Linked DNA regions of Sus scrofa: region 2 is linked to region 1. A link is a contact called in public promoter capture Hi-C data. All regions are on one chromosome and are shown on one strand. Each heading gives the region's core, a stretch centred on a gene start, on an enhancer-like site or on the middle of the called end of the contact. The rest is flanking DNA. Distances are from core to core; before and after follow the strand shown. Region 1 holds the start of ATRAID (all-trans retinoic acid-induced differentiation factor). Region 2 holds the start of CENPA (histone H3-like centromeric protein A).

Region 1 (4,127 bases), core at 911-3,410:
ATTAAGCTCCTGGGCCAGACCAGGGATTGAACCTGAGCCTCTCAAGAGACCCTAGCGGCTGCAGTCAGATTCTTAAACCACTGTGCCATGGTGGGAACTCCCTAAGCCTAATTTTAAAGCCAGAGAGTAATAATGGAGAAAAGTTGGTTTCAGAAAGTTTAATATAAAGAATTTAGGTAGATCAGGGAAAGAGGAGAATGGAAGCAAGACATCTGACATCTTGTGTCTGAAGAGAGGAAAAGTTTAATAGGAATTGATGGTACCCACATGTACCTGGAGCTAACAGAGAGATCAAAGGATACTAAAAGAGATCTAGTTTTAGGAGATACCTGCATAATGGTTGAAGCCGTAATAAAAGGGTGGATTGTCAAGCGTGTATGGGGAGGGTTCCTGTCATGGCTCAGCAGTTAACAAACCCAACTAGTATCCACAAGGATGTGGGTTTGATCTCTGGCCTTGCTCAATGGGTTAAGGATCCAGCATTGCCGTGAGCTGTGGTGGTCACAGACGCAACTCAGATTCTGCATTGCTGTGGCTGTGGCCTGGGCCAGTGGCTTCAGCTCCTATTCAATCCCTAGCCTGGGAACCTACGTATGCCGCAGATGAGCCCCCCCCCAAAAAAAAGAGTGTATAGGGAAAACTACGCAGAAGCTAATCTGCATAAAGAGACAAGAGGAAGAATTTGCCTTAAACACAAACAGGAATTAATAAGAAAGAGAACAAAATCATATCACATAGTGTCCTGGAGGCCAAAGAAGTCATTTCTTGGAGACACATAGTAAATGAGCCAAAGAGCTGATAATAAAGAAAGAATTTTTTTTTTAAACAAAGCCATAAAGACTTTTAAAAAAGAAAAGGCAAATATTACGACATTTACTCATTTCAACCAGGAAGCGCCACAGGGTAGTTTACTTAGCCAAAAATGCTATAACAGATTTAAAGTCTGAGACTCATAGTTTAGAGGCCTCCAAAATAGGTACCAATAGTTATCCTAAAAGCCAATCAGGCAAGCGTTGAAGAATCCAGTTTGGGAACTCTTTTCCAATATCCAGAGATGTCTTCTCCTTCCTCACCCCAGGATGGTGCCCTTCCCATTCAGGCAGCAGCGGCCTTGCAGCATTAGCTCTGGTGTCTGTTTACAATAAAGGGCCACTTCTGACAAATTTTGCACATCCCCTGGACACTGGATGCATATCTGCAGAAGAGATAAAACTATTAGGACTCCAGAAAGAAAAGCCAAGGGAAAAGAACAAAAACAAAAACAAAAACAAAACAGGGACCAAAAATTAACTGCCAGTCTAGAATTCCTCTAACTCAGGGCATAGACGTGTCCTACCTTTACGTCAGATTTACTAGAAGACAGCGTTTCTGGAGCCAGGTGCCAAAACAGGGCACCAGAGAATTTCTGTACCAGATCTCATCCAGGGAAGGACCTCATCTTTGAGAATTACTATTGGAACATATTTATTATGCCCTCTCCAATGACTTCTCAATCTGCCAGCCGCGATTTGACCGGGTATAAAAGGACTGCAGGTACACAAAGATCTCATCAAGCATAACAGAACGTACAGTCCAGCCACCGCAGGGTATACGGCGTTCGTGCGTCGTGATTTTGCAGAATAACCAGAGGACTTGTTGGTAGAAAGAAAAACTTAAAAGTTACTCAAACATTGAGGAGGGAGGAGGTCAAATTTCAAAGGTCTTTGGACATCGGCAGCGCGGAGGCGCTGGGAGACAGCAGCGTGAGTACTCCGGCGTGGAGCCGTGGAGCCGACTGGGTTACGCTAGGGAGGCCCCAGGGACGAAATCCGGGCTGCGGGCTGGCAGGGGAGAGGCCAAGAGGGGAGAGCCGAGGGCCGGCGAGCAACTCTGTTTCAACCCAGCCTCTAATTTGCTTCAGTACCTCGGGTAACGCCAAAGCCCTTGGCACGCTCAGAACGAGGAGCAGGGCTGCAGCCCGGGGCACCAAGCTCGAGGGACTGCGGAAACCGGGACGGGCCATTTTCTGCTCCCTCCGTCCTTCTCAGCTGATCGCGAGACTTGAGCGTGTGGCCCCGCCCCCACCGCCTCTGGCCCTTCCCGGGGGTGTGGCTAGTTGAGCGGTCCGTCGGCCCGGCCAGTCAGCCGGCTCGGCCAGTCCGCCGGCTGGGGGTTGCCGTAGCGCGCGGAGGCCAGCGCTCTTCTTTGTGGGCCTTCGTCCTCCTTTGGGGGGCCAGACCGCCCCTTCTTTTCCCTGTTACATGAAGGCTCTCCCCACGACCGCTCTCTCAGCCCCGCGTTCCTCCAGCCTGGACGCCGAGGTCGCGTCGCCGCAGCGCCTTGGGGCCGATTCTTCCGCCCTCAGTAAACATGGCGGCGCGGCGGGGGCGGGCAGGGGGCGGGACCCTGCTGTCACCCGGCCAGGCGCGGCGGGACCGGCCCGGACCCTCCTGCGGAGACCCGGCAGGTGGGCGGGACGAGGGCGGGCCGCAAGGGGCTGGGCCGGAGCATAGAGGCTCAGGAGAGTGGCGTAGGGAGGGGAGGGGCGGGAGAGAAGGGGCGGGATGAGTCGGCCCCGAGCGTGGTGGCCCGGGAAGATCGGAGGTGCCCCGGGCGAGGTGGTAGTGGTCCCGCCGCCTCGCCTGTGGAGGGGAGGAGAGAAGCTAGAAAGTAAAGAGGGTAAGGGAGATGGAGGAGCGAAGGGCTAAGGGCAAACCCCCTGGGAGGAGAGGAGCCTGGGGACACCCGAGGCACGCTTTTTCACCTCCGTCCTGAAACCACGCGGTGTCTGGTGCCCTGGCAGGGAGATAGGGGAAGGCGAGATGCTTCCCTAATTCCTCATCTTCTTTGTTTGCCAGAAAAAAAGAGTGATGCAGAACTCGGGAAGAACCACGGGACCTTCTTAGCCTTGGCTGGGCGGCGGAGGTAAGGGTAAGACGAGTGCTGTACCTGGTTGGCCCTGGGGCCTTGACTGAAGGGCACCGAGAGTGAGAGCGAGCCGTGTGCTGGGAGGGACTGAGTGTTGGCTTTGGTTAGGGCCATCAGGAGTTCATCAAAGCTAACCAACGCTTATCTTAAGGAGCCAGGCTTCCCTTCCACCTAGCCCCAGGTGTCAGGAAGCTTCTGAAAGGATTTCCTCTCAGAGGGCTGGCACATTTTCTAAGGCTTTTGTAGTTACTAGGATTTTAATGAGGACCCTAAAGCTTTTCAGACCTTGAAGAATTCTAGGCACGAGGTCAAATTTTGAAGCCCTAGGAAGGTTGGTCCCAAAGTGGCCCCTTTGCCTTTTGTAGGAGTCAAAGCCATCCAGTTTGTGACCAGGGGGGGGGGGGGCATGGTTAAGGTGGTGAAAATTGAGTCTCTTTCTCGTCTGTGTATGTTAGACTTTTTAAAAGGGTCCCACAGGCAGCTTCTTGTGCCCTATGTGCCAGTTTTAGTGGAAAAACCCGTCTCTTCCTTTTGGCTTCCCTTCTCTTTCTTCAGCCATCTAAGAGTGTTCTCTGTATCTCATGCAAATAGAATTCTCAGGAAGCCCTGCCGCTTTACCCCAACAGTGGAGGATCTCCGTTTCTGTGCTTCTGTTTTCCAGTCTGTCCTGGGACCTTCCTTCCTTGCTCCAAACACCTGCCCAGCCACATCATTAACTCTTGCCCTCTACGTGTTGTTATTTGCCCACAGCAGAGATCTCTCACTCTCTGGTACTTTCCATCACCTTTATCACAGTGGTAAAAACTTGCCAAAGAATGAGAAATCTCCAGGTGTTGCAATGTACAAAGGCTCAGGGCATCTTTAGGTTAAATCGAGTGGCCTGTTGGGAACATTGTTCTTGGGACTCACGTTTGTGACTCAGAGTAGAACATGTGATCCAAGAGCTGCCAACTCTGATTTCCTCTCATCATCAGCTCCAAGAGGTTCAGAGTTCAGGCTTGGTCTGTGTGAAGCCATATCTTGCCAGCCAGGCAATGTCTGCCCAAGAACACAGTGTAGGAGAGCGGGAAGCCAGCTAGGCTGATCTTTCTCCTAGTGGGCAGGAGCAGAAGACATGGTTTACATGAATCTGTCTCTAGAATAGCTGAAATCTAAACTTTGTGCCAGGAATGACTGAGGACAGTGAACACTGCTGCAGTCCCAGTTCTGGGAGGAGGGAG
Region 2 (4,127 bases), core at 1,009-3,508, 350 kb after region 1:
GGTGTGCGGGGTCAGAGGTGAGATCTGGGCTGGAGCTGTTAGTGTGAGAGCCGTCAGTGTATGAAGTGCTATTAGTCACCGGGAGGGATGAGCCCACCTGGGAAGGGGAAAGAAAGGAAGAGGAGACCCCGGAAGTCCAACGTCAACTTGCAGAAGAGAGGTGGCACAGGCAGTAAACGACGAGGAGTAGAAACTGCAGAGCGTGTCTCCTGGAGCCAAGGAGATGGAGTGTTTCCAGGAATAAATGGCCCACTGTGTCCAGTGCTTCTGAGACAGGGTAAGGACACAGGCATCTCTCATGCATTTGGCGACGCAAAAGTAGCTGGTGACCTCGATAAGAGCAGCTGGAGTGCACTAGAGGTGGGGTAGTGACTGTGGGGAGTCAGGCTGGAAGAGGCTGGAGGGTGACTAGGAAGAGGGGAAACAGACACGCGTGTGTAGACTTAAGCCTGGCTATTTGAAGAAGGGTAGGTAGCTAGGAAGGGCACCACAGAGGAATGGGGGAGTATGACAAAGACGGGGGTGTGGGGTCAAGGAAACACCCCTGCCCTTTTCTTTAGATCAGAAATGGCAGAGCGCCTTTGCAGAATGTCAATGTAAGGGGTCTGAATTTAACTCCAAGCGCAGGCGGACAAGGTAACAGAAGCGACAGAAGATGCCCCAAAGCTCAAACATATTCTCTTCAAAAGGGCTTTTGAGGGCAAGAAAGACACGCAGGTTCTCTGCTGTGAGAAGATAAAGGGGAATCCGATCTGCAGGCTTCTATTTCCCCAGTGAAGCATGAGGCAAGGTGAGCATCGGCTGGGAGTAAAGCAGGGGCTGGAGGTGTAAAGATGCTTCTACCTCTGGAAGCAACAGCGGACATGATCCCTAATACTAATCCTGTTAAAATTACAAACGAGACCAAGACGACCAAAACGTTGCTCTTATTGCAACGTTAGTCTCAGGGCCTCACTAAAGTACGATAAGAAATAAAATGCATAAAAATGAAAAGAAAGATTCAAAAGTCATTATTTGCAAACGGTATAACAGCCCATTTAACAATTTCAACTAAAGTAACTAAAAGACTACTAAAATTAACAAGAGAATGCAGCAAGTTAGCTGGATGCAAAGGTCCTGTGCATTTAGGAAAGAAAAAAAATCCCATTTACTACAGCAACGTCATCTATAAATAACCTATAGTGTTTTCTTCACCCAGCTCTTGGCTATGTAGTAGAAGACAGGCAAAGCAGTTGTTACCACAATGTACTGTTCTTGTTTGTGGCTCTTCCATGCACCAGACCACAACACAGAAACTGAGGACCACAGACCACTCCCGCCCCGCACATCACCTCCAGAAGGGAACAAGGTGAGAGCACTCCTTGAGTTAAAGCCCAATAGAGCCACTCACTGAAGGAAAAAAGAAAAAAGAAAAAACCCAAAGCAGACCAAAAACCCTCCAAAGACCTGGAAGGGCACCTTCTAAAAGGAGAATTATTGTTTGAAATGATCGCAAAAAGCAGTCAATAATTTTGCAATTTAAAAAAGCACAAACGCTAATTAAAAAAAAAAAAAATCCCATGTCTTCCAGAACAAGCTGTATGACCTTGTTCAAGTTCGCATGTCTGTCTGTGCCTCAGTTGTCTCATCTGTAAAATGGGCACAATATAAAGTTGAGTTAATTCATGTAAAGAGTTCAACACCATGCCTAGTTGATGGTCGGCACTCAATACATGGGTAGTAGTATCAAGAACTCCTCGGAACTGCCTTTCCCAATCCCTTCCCAGCCTTGGAATTCGGAGCAGAGGCTGGACGGCACAATCCGCTTTGGCTCCCTGCAGAGGAAGGCCAGCTGACCGGTAGTTGAGAGGCTGGGACTAGATCTCAGGCTCAGCGAGCGAGCCTCGGTTTTTCCGTCTGTGAAGTGGGCACGCGGACCCGGCCCTGCCCACCTCACAAAGAGGCTGCAAGGACCCCGGCTCGGAAGGAAAGTGATCGCAGTGGGTTACCTAAGGGGGGGCCCCGCCGGGGGGCGGCGGGAGCCGGGCTCGCGGGGCGCCTCCGTGGAGTTTCGGGCTTGCGTCTCCGGCGGCGCGGGCCCATGGCGGGAGCGCAGGGTTGCAGCCCCGCGGCTCCTTCTCGGCCTTCCGGGCCGAGCGGCAGCGGCTGGCGTCCAGGGGAGGGCCGGAGAGCCCTGGCCGCGTGCCCCGGCTGGAGCGTTCAAATTGCCCGCCCCGCCGCTGATTCACTGCCGGCGTGTTTTGAAAACCGAATCCAGCGACTCCCAGTGGCTGCCTCTGGAACACTGCTGGCGCGAGCGACTGCGGGGAGGACCAATGAGAACACAGGCAGAGTGGCTAACGGCGGCGGTGATAGGAGGAGACGGTGAGGGCAGGGGAGATAGACGGTAGGAATCGGCCAATGGGGACTTGGAGAAATAAAAGGACGGGGAAATGCTCCTGCCCCGCCGCTCGCGGCGGGGAGGTCCCCATCTAGGATGGATTGTCTTCTCCGGCCTTCTAGCCGAAAAAGGAAAGCTCCATTCTGATGATGACGCGTGTGTAGTATACGTTCCTCTGGAGGAATCGCTTTGCGCAAACATTTTGTGTTTTGCTCTATCAATCCTGAAGTGGCTTTTAAAGATGAAGAGACAGACCTACGGAGAATGTGACTAAACCATGGCTCGCCTGTGACCAGGAACACTTAAGAATATGACTCAGAAGTCGGCTTAACTGCATGAACGTTTTTGATGATTAGAGTGGTGGAACAGGCGTGACGGGGGGCTCTGATCTTGAGGTCAGGCAGGGCGAGCCTCAGCTCTATTCTTGGATTACACTCTCCCCAGCATTTCAATAGAAGCATCCCAGGGAAATGACGCCTTCCCTTCCAGTTGGGGATAATAGGCATTGAGGTCACATGTAGAACCGGTAGTTAGAACAAAGGAGATTTTATTTTTTACACTTTGCTTTTTTGCACTTTCTAAATGTTCCATAGTTAATGTGTACTGTAATCAGGAAAAATGTTACATACAAGTCGGTGATTTTATGGAACCTTGTTCACTGCTGGTGGGAATGCAAAATGGTGCCTATGCCATAGTGGAAAACAGTATGGCGATTGGTCAAAAAATTAAACAGAGTTACCATCTGATCCAGCAATTCTACTTCTGGGTATATAATAAAAAAAATTGAAAGCAAGGGGCTTGAACGGGTATTTGTACACTAATGCTCATAGCAGTGTTACTCACAATAGCCAGAAATGTCCAAGTGCATGGATAAATAAAATGTGGTATATACATACAATAGAATATCATTTAGCCTTAAAAATAAATTTTGATACATATTATAACATGAATGAATCTTGAAGGCGTTAATTGAAATACACCAGGACTAAAAGGACAAATACTGTATGATTCCGCTTATATGAGATACCTAGAGTAGCCAAATTCATAGAGACAGACAATAGGATGGTGGTTGTTAGGGGTTGAGAAGGGCATTAATGCTTAATGGGTACAGAGTTTCAGTTGGGAAGATGAAAAAGTCCTGGAGATGAGTGATGGGTGATGGTTGCACAACAAACGTGAATGTACTTAATACCAATGAATTGTACACTTAATTATGGTCAATATGGTAAGTTTTATACTGTGTATATTTTACCACAATAAGAGAGAAAGGCAAAGGAAAGGAATGTTTGATGGAACCCATTGAGAGACAGTCCAATCAGGAAGGGTGGTTGTTTTTCAGGGACACAGAGGCAAAAAGTCCTACATTGGTCCTCAAGACTTGTTATCAGACAAAGTAAATCTTCACTCACTAATTCTGCTTTAGGCATAGAGCACCTTCTTTGCTCTGTTAGGAGTAGAAAACAAGGTAGAAAATAGAGAGGATTTTTTTTTTTTGGATTCTACATGTAATTGAGATCGTATGGTATTTGTCTTTCTTTGACTGACTCATTTCACTTAGCATAAGGTTCATCCATGTTGTTGCACATGGCAAGATTTCATTCTTTCTTACGCCTGAATAATATTATATAATAATATAATAATTATATATAATAATATATAATTATATAGTAATATATATAATTATATATTACTTTAATATATATATTCTTTATCTATTCATCCATTGATGACCACTTAAGTTGTTTTC

What was found. Promoter capture Hi-C pulls out the DNA fragments that hold promoters and counts their contacts.
Region 2: a promoter capture Hi-C map of fetal skeletal muscle shows a contact between it and region 1, with 5 times the contacts expected there. The contact joins the promoter of CENPA here to the promoter of ATRAID in region 1. A contact is called at or near these places in 1 of 5 promoter capture datasets (fetal skeletal muscle) and 1 of 47 Hi-C or Micro-C datasets (liver).

The regions. Positions count from the first base shown.
Region 1 is chr3:111,917,606-111,921,732 of Sscrofa11.1, forward strand. ATRAID (all-trans retinoic acid-induced differentiation factor) reads right to left here and starts at 2,161. Exons shown (of 8, transcript XM_003125294.4): 1 at 1,904-2,161; 2 at 1,074-1,195. The coding sequence starts at 2,002. It overlaps SLC5A6 (sodium-dependent multivitamin transporter), which reads left to right and starts at 1,698. Exons shown (of 18, transcript XM_021087700.1): 1 at 1,698-1,742; 2 at 2,838-2,904.
Region 2 is chr3:112,270,380-112,274,506 of Sscrofa11.1, forward strand. CENPA (histone H3-like centromeric protein A) reads right to left here and starts at 2,259. Exons shown (of 3, transcript XM_013996269.2): 1 at 1,989-2,259. The coding sequence starts at 2,082.